2 separate regions of the Mus musculus genome follow, and region 1 is linked to region 2. Evidence: chromatin contacts called from public Hi-C data. All regions are on one chromosome and are shown on one strand. Each heading gives the region's core, a stretch centred on a gene start, on an enhancer-like site or on the middle of the called end of the contact. The rest is flanking DNA. Distances are from core to core; before and after follow the strand shown.

Region 1 (6,020 bases), core at 1,737-4,236, 7.0 Mb after region 2:
AGTACAGGCAGTCACATCTCGAGGGAGAGTGAACAAAGAGATGTATAAACTAGAAGTTGGTTTAGATTATTCCTAGACATTACTCAGCTTACAATATTGAGGTCATTTATTTGGTTATACAATTTCCTGTATCTCAAAATCTGCTTAGGACTTATCAAGAGCTATGGACGTCTAACGTTTTGAAGCTTAAGTAAAAACAACAATGAAAACCCTAGGCAGCAAGCAGAAATATTTTTATATAGACCATAGCAGGTGTGATTAGTTCCAACCATAGTAGAAAAGTCTGGCAAAACAATGACTTCAGTCATCTAAGTCAAGAGACTAAAACTCCAAAGAAAAGTATGACAGAAACAACCCGTGTGTTCTGTCAAATTATTTGAAGTCTTTTTGTTTGTTTGTTTTTTTGTTTTTTCAAGACAGGGTTTCTCTGTATAGCCCTGGCTGTTCTGGAACTCTCTGACTAGGCTGGCCTTGAACTCAGAAATCCGCCTGCCTCTGCCTCCCAAGTGCTAGGGATTAAAGGCGTGAGCCACCACTACCTGGCTCTTATTTGAAGTCTTAACATGAGTTAAAATGGTAACATACCAGACTGAGGAATGTATTATATTGAGAAGCTATCTTCATTATTTACTAAAGCCCAGTAACATTCGATCAGGCCAGGATTATAAGGACTAGTTATATCGACACTACCCTGGGCCAAAGTAGTTGTGTGTGATCTAGACAACTCCATCATACAGGCCAGCATCAGAGCATCTCTCAAACATTTCCCTGATTTTAAATTAAACTTTTCTTTTCCTTTTTCCTTTTTCCTTTGGCTTTCTGAGATCAGGTTTCCCTGTGTAACAGAGCCTTGGTTGTCCTGGACTTGGTTTGTAGATCAGGCTGGCCTCAAACTGCCTGCCTTTGCCTCCTACGTGCTGGGATTAAAGGCGTGCGCCACCACATGCACAAGCATGGGTGTGGTAGTAAGGTGATGGCTGGGCACAGCTGCCTGTGGCTTCAGTTGCAGCCTCTTTGGAAGACTAGATGGGAGGATCCTATGAGTCTATGAGTTCAAGACCACCTTGGACAACATAGCAAGACTCTGGGTCCACAAATAAATGAATAAATAAGCAAAATGAAAGTGATTGTATACAGACCGACATAACACATAAAAATCTAGCCCCCATATATTTGACAAGATGAAATCGTAAGTGTTGACACTAGGCAAACACATCTGAAATGTTTAAAAATAGTCAATAAATCATATACAGATATAGAGATGACTTAAACTATAAAGAATGGGGCGAGCCAGGCAGTGGTGGCACACGCCTTTAATCCCAGCACTTGGGAGGCAGATGAATTTCTGAGTTCGAGGCCGGCGTGGTCTACAGAGTGAGTTCCAGGACAGCCAGGGCTACAGAGAGAAACCCTGTCTCGAAAAACCAAAAAAACCAAAAAACAAAAAAAACAAAAAAAAAAAACAAAAAAAAAACTGTAAAAGCGCAAGTCTTTGTGGGAACACAGGGGTACTAGGAAGTAGATCCTGAGTCTTTTTTTGTTCTGTTTGTTTTTTTTCTGAGACAGGGTTTCTCTGTGTAGCCCTGGCTGTCCTGGAACTCACTCTGTAGACCAGGCTGGCCTCAAACTCAGAAATCCACCTGCCTCTGCCTCCTGAGTGCTGGGATTAAAGGTGTGTGCCACCACGCCCGGCTGGATCCTGAATCTTAAGCAAGCTAGGCAAACATTCTACCCCTGAGTTATACCTGTAGCCCAAAATATGAGTCTTCACTGACAACAGAGGAAGAAGGTTAAAAAAAAAAAAACAATCAAATGTCATTTTAAACAAAAACTTTATATTGGTGGTTTTCAGGCTTGTCAGGATACTTTCTTGCCAATGGATTGGTTTGTGCTGTAACCAACCCTGAAGCTCAAAACAGGATATTTAGGTTGTCTTTTTCCTTTCTTTGGATAGAGATTCTCCTGTTTCTTTGGGTGGCCTAGAACTTGCCATGTCACTGAATTTAAAGTCCTGATCCTCCAGCATGCTGGGTTTATGTGGTGTTGGGGGGAATCTAGGCTGGATGAACACTCTATCAACTGAGCTACAACTCAGCACCCTAATGCTGTCTTCTCATAGAAATTAACCAGACATCACTTTACAGACAACAGAAAATAAGGGGTCAATTATAATTACTTTGGTTAGTGTTAACAGATTTGTACATAGAAATTCACCTATGTGTTTAGTTCATAGAGCTATGTCTACTTGAGAATCTACTCACGCCAACTTAAACAGAAGCTTTCGTTTAAAATCACTTCTGCCATCCTGGTAAACAAAAACACGAGCAGGCACTGGCTTTGAGTTCTTACACAGCCTCAATTATGTGTTAGTCAACCCAAGCATCCATTATGTACTCAATAATAGCTATGACACAGCTCTGGACAACAGCAATGCCATGGAGAGGCAGACACGAGATAGCCTGCTTACACTGCTTTTCCTGGCGGTAACATTTTTAAGCTGCGTGGAAGCCATGAGATCCTGGCTCCCTCATTAGGAACTTTACCCAACAGTGCTTTGACGGCCTGGTAACTTAGAAGAAAATGTAGCATGCCAGTTCTGTTTGTTAGTTGTTATGAACATAAGTTCATGAACACGAAGTTTCTGTTGAGAGCAGCTACATTCCCTTTAAAACTGCATCGGTGTACGCAACAAAGTAAAGAAAAGAAAATTTTAAGACACTGTTAAGGCTTGGGGATATAGCTCAGTTGGTAGAGTGCTTGCCTAGCGCTCAGGAAGCCCTGAGTTCCATCCCTATCTCAGCAAAAAAGTGCTCTCCCAACCCACCCCCACGCCCAGCACGCGCCAGTAATCCCGATACTTTGTGGGGGGGAGGTGGAAGCAGGAGGATCGACAGTTCAAGGCCATCCTCCCCTATACCTCAAGTTCAAGGCCATCCTGCGCTTCAAAAGACCCAGGGTCAAGAAGCAAGATTGCTAAAACAGCAGCGGAGGCGGAGGGAGCTGGTCCTTAAGGAAGGCACGCGCTTGCTTCTAGATTCCGAAGCGTTTTCAAAGCTGGTTACAGTCCTTACCACAGCACACCCTTGTGAGGTAAGTGTATTATCATCTTTGGTTCATAAATGAAAAAGTTGAGGCACTGAGCGTATTAAGTCACTCGCCTAAGGAGTATGAGTCAACGTCAAGAGTCATAGTTGACCCGGTTTAACGACTCCTGACCTTCAGTCCAGGGCTGAGTCAGCGGAGCCCCGAGTGGCTTCCCTGGCTGGCACCTGGACGTAGGCTATTTCCGTCCACGTCCAAGCAGAATACTGGAACCGATTGGACAGAACTTCCAAACTTTCACGTCCAGCAAGATTCACCCCTGACGCCTTCATCTCAGGACTGGGAACAGGAAAAGCCGACGCGTGCACTCCCCTTCCCCAAACGAGTGAGAGGGTACCGTGGGGCAAGCCCGCCCACCCGCTTGGGCAGCGATGGTAGCAAGGGACCACCCGCGTTAGTGGACCGGGGACTGGGGAGACGCAGACCACATCAACGACTCTCCATCGCCGCCTCTTTCAGAAACCAAGAGAAAATGGTGGGAGGCGAAAAGAAAAACTAAATAAAAAGCAACTTGTCTTAGGACCTCAGCTAAGCAAATGAAGCCTTCTTGCGTGTGCTGAGCCTGCAGTTCTCAACCTTCTAGGAAAGATGGGAGGACTGGGCGACAGAAGGCACAGCAGGAATGCCCCGCAGTGAGTGCAACCGGAGCTCTGCCCGCTGCCCAGCAGAGGCCTAAATCCAACTCGGCAGGAAGCGCCCGCGGCGCCGGGAGCCACGCACCCTCGCCAGCGACCACGTGATCACTTTTTTTTTTTTTGGAAGAAAAAAAAAAACTTCTTGCCTTAAGAAAAAAAAAAAAAAAAAAAAAAAAAAAGACTCCACTTCCCAGAAGCCTCTCCTTCCCCAAGCAGCTGCAGTCTTGCGCAGGCGCCGCTAGGGCCAAACGGACACGTCCGTCACGTGGGCAGGAGCCGGCCAATCCGGTTTGAATCTCATTTTTTTCCTCTCGCCCCCCCTTCAGGAGCGGTTGTGCGATCAGATCGATCTAAGATGGCGACTGTGGAACCGGTGAGTATTGCCTTCGGCCCCCACCCCCGAGCTCCCCGCGCTCCGGCTTCCTCCGCTCAGGGACTCCCGCAGGACGGCGTTACCGGCGCGCACGGCGCCTCCCGCCGCGTCCGGTCCCTGCCCGCCCCCGGCCTGACCTTCGGCGGGCAGCCTCGGCGCCGGGAGGCTGGCGGCGGCAGCGTGGAGCGCACACGCCGTGTGGGGGCCCGGGCACCGGGGCGGTGGGGGGAGGGGCGCCGCGCGGGGCCGCGATGCGGCGGGCGGAGGGCGGCTCGGGACACGGGCGCGGGGATCGGCGTGGGGTCCCGGGGTCTCGGGGGGGCGTGGGGCGGGCGGCTCCTAGCGGGCACCGTGGCTGGTGGGCGGCGAGCCGGCCCGAGAGAGCCGGAGAGGGAGCCCGAGGCAGCGGCGCCTCGCCGTCGCCGGCGACCCGCCGCCGGGGGTCCTCGTGCGGGCCGCGCTCTGGAGCTGCGGAGGAGGGTGGGCTGGCGGAGCCCACCGGTGGGCGCGCGGGAGCTGGGCGGGCGCGTCCCGCGGGGAGCCGGGGGCCGTGGCGTTGAGTAGGGGAGCATGCTCAGGGGTCGTGTCGCGCACCTCCCGGCGCCGGGGACAGGGGCCGGCTGAGGTGGGGATCACATTGTCCTGGCCCCTCCACGCCGGGACGGGGCTGTCATGGAGGAGGGAAGGGGGAGGAGCGAGGCCTACAGATCGCCGCCGCGGGTCGGCTGGCCGGAGACCTGCATTTCACACGCGCCGGGCTTTCCATTCATTCATCCTCGGGGCGCAGCGCGCACGCCTCCGAGGACCGGGTAGATTCTTCCGCTCTTAAGCCACCACCAGATCGTCTGGGAGATAGCCAACGAACACTTAATTTTAGAAATAGGAACTTTCAAGATTACCTTTTCTTAAATTAAAAGAAAAAACATTTTTTTTTAAAGCATGGTGGGGGCAGTGGCGCGAGCCGCGACTTGCGAGTGGAGGTCAGAGGACAGCTTTTAGAGTCCCGAGGATCGAGATTCAGGCGCTTTTCTCGAACCATCACTTAAGCTCATCAGCATTTGCTTTTCCATTTGATGTTTCCTTCTTAACTTTATACTGCTTCCCTCTTAATGAAAGCGCTATTTTGAAATTAATTGAAGCAAGATGCACATAGAGCATCACGGCGTAACTCCGGTAGCCCGAAGGTGGTGATTTTTTTTTTTTTTTTTTCTTCTGTCATGGTTTGGGTTTGCCAGCAGCTGGCTCACTGGCCATCCATCGCAGGTTTTTTTTTTTTTTTTTAAGGAATGTCACACATGTGTGAAAGTCTCAGGCGCATAAAGGCATAGACTAGCAACCAGAAACCTCTGTAGAACACCTTTGCCAGATGTTTTAAAACTCACCGATAGACTGAATATGAATAATTTGATATGTTTGCAAAATGGCCTTATCTTGGCAAAATTCAAGACAACTTTTTGGGAGTGGAGACATGATTTACTTGTTCTTTATTGACATCAGTTTTCCTGGCATTTTGCAAAACTGCATCATAAGTTGTTGGTGAAATTAACTTTAGAATATCAATGTAAGAGCAAGAGGGGAAGCATTTAAATGTAACCTAGACTCTTGACAAGTTCTCCTGTCTCCTGATTGAATCTTCTACTTTTCTCTACCAGTGTTAGAGGAAAATATTACAGATAATAATAGAGGCAAAGCTAAGCAATAAACAGCAATGTGTTCTATGACATCTCAGTTCCACTTAAGTCTTGGATTGTGCTAAAGCCACAATGTAGTCATTGGATTTTGTTCTGAGTCAGTACTTAGGAGTTGCTGATAGTTTTGGGTGGGTACAGAGTGATATCTAGGATACAAAGTTATATTAAATGTGGTCTGTGCTTTGTTCCTCGTCAGTGTCTGGGTCAGAGGTGAAATAC
Region 2 (6,207 bases), core at 3,601-6,100:
CACCACAGTATTTGCTGCTCAACTGCTTTCAACTTTGGCCACTGGAGCTCTCTCAGTCCGCGCCTGTGTTCCTTAGACAGATCCTTGTAAGATGGTTGTACTCGCTGGTTTTGTGTGTCAACTTGACACGGGCTGGAGTTATCACAGAGAAAGGAGCTTCAGTTGGGGAAATGCCTCCATGAGATCCAGCTGTAAGGCATTTTCTCAATTAGTGATCAAGAGGGGAGGGCCCATTGTGGGTGGAGCCATCCCTGGGCTGGTAGTCTTGGTTCTATAAGAGAGCAGGCTGAGCAAGCCAGGGGAAGCAAGCCAGTAAGGAACATCCCTCCATGGCCTCTGCATTGGCTCCTGCTTCCTGATCTGCTTGAGTTCCAGTCCTGACTTCCTTTGGTGATCAATAGCAACGTGAAAGTGTGAGCTGAATAAACCCTTTCCTTCACGACTTGCTTCTTGGTCATAGTGTTTTGTGCAGGAATAGAAACCCTGAGTAAGACAATGGTGGATGTATTGATGTAAACATTCTTCTCTTCCCTTCTCCCATGCCTTCTCTTTCTTTTCTTTCTTCCTGAACAATGTTTCACGTACCCCAGGGTGACTTAAAACTCACCATTTAGCTAAGAATGACTTTGAATTTCTGATTCTCCTATCTCCCCATCCTTCGGGCTGGGATTATGTCGTGTCCCGTCCCTGGCACCCCCCACATAACACAAGTGCTAGGGTTGAATTCCCTGCCCAATGAACTCTATCCCCAGCCCTGCATTTTCTTATTTTCTAAGTAAAATACGCTCTAGTTCATCTTATATGGTTTCCTTCATATTCCCAGAATGAGTCATTTCCTCATGGAGCCCTGGATCTTTTTATTGGAAACAACATTAGAAAGCAGCTTCTTGTTTGTGACCACTGTAGCACTGGGAATCCAGTATCTTTGAGGCAGGCATGTGTTCTGGTGGATGCTACTTCTCCTGAGCCCCTGTCAGCTGACAGACAGAAGAGATGTATTTGCATACAAGGCTGCATAAAATATTTCAGTTTTCTCTCACCTTGCCTGAGTTTCAGTTTCCGTCCAGTGCCATCCACCTCTTTACTTACTGTTCAGTTTCATCACACTAACATCACAACATGAGAACTGTTAGCTGGCACGCCTGTGGTGAGTGACTTGATCACCCAGCTCCATCCATCTCAGCTTTGTTTCTTAAGATAAGATCTTACTGTATAACCAGGGCAAGCCTGGAGCTTAATAGAGACTAAGTTACATTGTTTAGGGCAGTGCAATGAAATGGTAGATTTTAAGATTTAAAATGACTATTATTACTACAAAGGGGCACACACACACAAAAGAAACATCCATAATGACTTTTAAAAGCATCTTTTGCTTCTATGTGGAGAAGGCAGCAGAGACTGGATGCTCTTTCACCTGATACAGCTAGAAAAACCCAACAAAGGTAGGAGACAGTTTTCCGAGCCTGGGAAGCAGGCAGGACTGAGCAGTAATATCAGATAGTGAACACCCATTAGACGTCGCTTTTGCTAAAAGGAGTGGTCGTCTCCCTGGGCTCACAGGGTCACTAAACGCAGGCTGAAAGCTTAGCATACCTAGTTTTACTTTGTGTCTGTCCCTTTTACTGTTTACCCTGTTTAATTTCTGCCTGTAGCTCTGTTAATCACTCCAGGAATGTTCATCTAACCCCTTTGAGATCTAATCTATCTCATTTTCCTTCAAGGCTCAAGGGACAAAGGTTAGGAGCCACTGTCCTAATCCTGAAGTCATCTGGGGTGGAGCAGTTGTGCATCAAAGGATAGGCCACATCCCACATGCAAAAAAAAAAAAAAAAAAAAAAAAAAAAACCAAAAAAACCAAAAAACCCCCAAAAAACAAACAAACTATCTATGATGGGTAGTCACTACCCTGGAGCTAGAGAAATCTTATGGGTACCAGACTGTTCTCTTTAGGCAAGGAGAACTGATTTTGGTCCCCTTGCAGAACCAGAATTGAGATAATGATCACCTAAGCCACACTCTTTTCCCTGCCTCCAACTTAAAGCTGTACTTAACCTCTACTTAAAGGTAAAATTGCATATCACTACCAAAAGATAAACCTTGGGGGTTACCATAACGATTTATATATTCCCCTCCCCCGACATGCCACACTGACTTAATCTCCATTGCTTTTTCGGCATTACTTAAATTGGTGTATTGTGGCAGGTGATTCCCTGCTGGGCCTATAGGAACCAATGACTTTCTGTAAAACTCCAGTAACAATGGGAAGGTAAACTAAGTCCTAGCCCCAGCCTATTAGCTGTCCCGACCATTGTCCAGGGAGGCGGAGCCAGGGCAGAGATCAACTTTATCTGAACTAAAGAGATGGAACTGTAAGACAGAACAGCAGAGATGGAGGGAGAGAGACTTGAAAAGTGAGCTCCAGAGATCACAAAGTCCACCTGAGCAAGAGCAAGGGGAAGGAGCCAAATCCAGTCAGAGAAATGCCACTTATAAATGTGAAATGCCACTTACAAATGTCCAAGGACAAATGACCCAGAAAGAATCTGTACTCTCACCAGTCCAAGTGAGAAAAACCTTGGCATCGTTGACATATTCACAGGGGGTGCTGAGTAACTGGGAAGAAGTACGGTCAGGATAATTTATAAGTACAAAGAAAAACTTCCTCTCAGGTGTCTCTGGTTAAGAGGGAAACTATAGCAAAACCTATCTTGGAAGAGGTTTCTGTAACATGGATTTGAGATGACATCAGAAAGCAGGACTCAACAGTGTTCAAACTACTGCCCAGGACACGAGCTTGCATCACAAAGATTTGACAGTTAAATTATGCTCAGTGGCTCGACTTAGGTATCAGGAATTCATCTGGCTCTTGCTTTTTGGACACCTGGACGGTGCACTATCATACTGTTGGAAAAGCACTACTGCTACACAGCAAAGTAAAAAGTTGGTTCAACAGCACCTCTCAAGGATTTGTTCTTAAAATACGTTTATAAGCACCGGAACTTAAATACACTCGGTTGTCCCTTTTATTTTGTAGCTGTCCCTTTAGTCTTCTCATTGTGGCCTTTTTGATGGGCGAACGCTTCAACAGAGTTTAGCTGTAAGGACCAATTTAGTCAATTAGGACTCCCATGGCTCCAGCTGTATCTATGCACTATTTCCCTTGAGCAGGAATGGGGGCTCTCTGAGAAATGGCTGGTTCTGGGTGGCACCCGCCCCCACCACCTTAGTCTGAAACTTAGAATCTTTTAAAAGAAAACAATTATTTTTTTAGGTGCATACAAAAGAATAGGTTTCTTTATGACATTTTCATAAATATATGTGATTGGCCTTTGTCCACATTTTCTTGTTTATCATTGTCCTTATTTTTAGTCTTTTAGTCTCATTCTTGTGACTGCTATAAGCAGAATTTAGAATTGTATTGAAATTCAGTCCTATATACTATTAGATTAAGAATCCCCTAGATAGAGCTAAAGGATGGAACACGCCTTGAATCCCAGCACTCAGGAGTGAGAGGCAGGTGGATCTCCGAGTTTGAGGTCAGCCTGGTTTACAGAGTGAATTTCAGGACAGCCAGGGCTATAAAGAGACATCCTGACTCAAGAACACAAAAACAAACAAACCAGAAAGAAAGAAAGAAAGGAAGAAAGGAAGAAAGAAAGAAAGACAAAACAAGCAAGCAATAAAGACATTTTATATATATGGTGGAGGAATAAGATCTGATTTGCATGTTAGAAGTACCTGTCTGACACTATTGAGAACAGAGAGGTTGGCAGAGGAGTGATACTTGTTGTGTGCGTCTCTCTGTGTGCGTGGTGTGTATGTGTGTGTGTGTGTGGTGTGTGGCGCGTGTATCTGTGCAATGACGACTCCTGTTAGACGTGGAGGAGGGAGATTAATTTGAGACTTTGTCAGTGGAGCAAATAGGAACTGACTTGCTAGCAATAGGCTATGCAAGTAAGCCTCAAGTGTTGATTGATATGTGTGTGTGTGTGTGTGTGTGTGTGTGTGTGTGTGTGTGATCACTGGTCGTCATCAGTAGCGGAGTAAGCAGCTAAATTTTGTGAGACTGTGGATGTTTGCAGTTATGGTTATGGTGAGCTTAAAGTTATGGGGATGAGTGCGAAGGGTTATAACTCCTGGAGAAGGCCTCCCCCTCCCAGCCCCATTCTTTTACGAACTGATCATGGACTATATGTGGTTGGAAATGCCCTTTATAGGTGAGCATTCCGCCTTGCGTACCAGGGAACCTGGATTTTAGTCCTCTATGAGTAGCAAGTACTAGAGAAGCCCCTTTGTGGCTAGTCAGCGGCAACAAACACTGCATAGAAATTTCCTGATAGAAAGCGGCTCTCCAAGTGGGAAAGGCGTCACCTTACAAATACTTTCTAATCCTTGATGAGATACAGTTGATGTCAAAAAAACATTGTGCACTGAGTAGGATTGCAAAGCGGTGAGCAACATGTAATGGTGAATTCACTTAAGTAATCCTACTTTTTGCAGGGCTGGGAAACATTTTTTCAAAGTCGGCCTAGTTGACAAGCGCACACATCGAGCCTGTGCAGTGTTTGCGGAAGAAAAGCTAGAGAGCAGCAGGAGCCCACGTCAGCTTCTTCCCCTACCAGCCTCAGCTCTAGGGAGCGTCTCCCACGCCCAGCTCTGCAGGCGTCGCTCCGCCTCGCTCACTGCGCATGCTCAGCATCTGAAGGCTCTCTTCAACAAACCCTCAGACCACGCCCCTCGTCCTGGGTCAAGGCGGAGCTTCAAGCGCCCCTCCTGGTGATTGGATGTTGAGGTCTCGACCCCGCGCCTCCGCTTCGCCCCGCCCTCCACGCTGCTCGGATGCCTAGCTCCAGCCGAGGCGATCACTAGCTGGAGCGCACGTCAGCGCGCGCCTGAGCCCGGGGTGCAGGCCCCGCCCCTTCTCCCTGCTCCGCCCCGCCCCTCGGCCTCTCTCCCACTGCTCGGCCCCGGGGCTCTCAGCAGCAGTGCATCCGCGCTCCGCGGCCATGGAGATTCCTGGGAGTCTGTGCAAGAAAGTCAAGCTGAGCAATAACGCGCAGAACTGGGTGAGTGGTGGCCGCAGGCCGGAGCGCGGGGAGCGTGGGTGGCTGTGGGAACCGCGGGCTGCCCGTGCATCCTGCGGGAGCCGGGGGCGGGGACCCGGGCGGCGGCGGCCGGTGAAGGCGAGTCCAGGCCCGGAGCTGTCCCCTAGGCTGGCGAGGCGGAGGGCTGCGGCGGAGGCAGACGGAGGCGCCTCTGCACGTTCCGGGTGTGCTTGGCCCAGGTTTGGGTCGGTCTCCGAGTCTTTACGTTTCTGAGTTGCAGTGTACTGAGAGAATAACAATGTGGTCATTCATGGATCGGGACTGCAGGACTGAGGTTCTTTGTGTCTCTGTTTTAAATTGGAATGTCGGACACAGACATACTTTTAAAGACTCGATTTCTGGTGACAGTTAGGTGTGGGAAGATTAATAGTTTCTAACATTGAACAGCGAGTGCCAGTTGGCTTCATTGGCCAAGTGCTATGGCTTCAGAGGGTCGTTTACTTCTGTAGTTTATTCATTGGTGGTGGCAGCTAAGATGGTAAGCGCGAAGCTGGAGACCATCCAACTTTGGAGGCTGCAAAGGCCCTGCTTCAGCGTTAGATGGATTTTTTTTTTCTTTTATTCCGCAGGTAACAGGATCATGAAGTTTAATTTAATCTTGTAAATCATCACCTGCCCTTGGTGAGTCAGGAGAAAGTTAAAAAAAAAAACGCTGTTTCAGGCTAGTGTTCTTTTGAAGTCATTGATTTGCCACGTCTGCTGTCAGATTCAAGAATTCTCACTGTCTTCTTTCATCCTTTACCTTAACTTCTTAGAAGGTGAGAGGGATGTGAGATAAAAGGGAGATTAGGAGGTTGGAAGGGACAGACTCCTGGCGTGGGCTCCAGTCCCCCGCCTTGCTGTTTGTAAGTTGGGTGATCTTGAGGACAGTCACTCCACTCTGAATCTCAGGTGACTGGAGGGTGTAACAGTGTGTCCTTCTCAGGATTGTCTTTCTGAGTAGAGAAGATAACGAAGGTGAAAGAGCAACGAAACCATTGCTCTGAAACTCCGATTCAGCATCACTATTGTTGCTAACAGGATTTTACGGATAGGGAGGTAAGTTGACTAAATTGGAGTATTTCAAAGAAGTTTCAGTAATACTGTCTGTCTATAAGTCATT

Evidence for each region. A called contact is a pair of places that touch in the nucleus more often than the background predicts.
Region 1: a Hi-C map of CD8 T cells shows a contact between it and region 2, with 6 times the contacts expected there. The contact joins the promoter of Eif4e here to the promoter of Papss1 in region 2. A contact is called at or near these places in 1 of 39 promoter capture datasets (pre-B cells) and 1 of 484 Hi-C or Micro-C datasets (CD8 T cells).

Annotation. Positions count from the first base shown.
Region 1 is chr3:138,523,205-138,529,224 of GRCm38.p6, forward strand. It overlaps Eif4e (eukaryotic translation initiation factor 4E), which reads left to right and starts at 2,987. Exons shown (of 8, transcript NM_007917.4): 1 at 2,987-3,090; 2 at 4,064-4,110. The coding sequence starts at 4,093. Mir1956 (microRNA 1956) reads left to right here and starts at 3,217; the gene lies at 3,217-3,281.
Region 2 is chr3:131,559,918-131,566,124 of GRCm38.p6, forward strand. Papss1 (3'-phosphoadenosine 5'-phosphosulfate synthase 1) reads left to right here and starts at 4,851. Exons shown (of 12, transcript NM_011863.2): 1 at 4,851-5,066. The coding sequence starts at 5,007.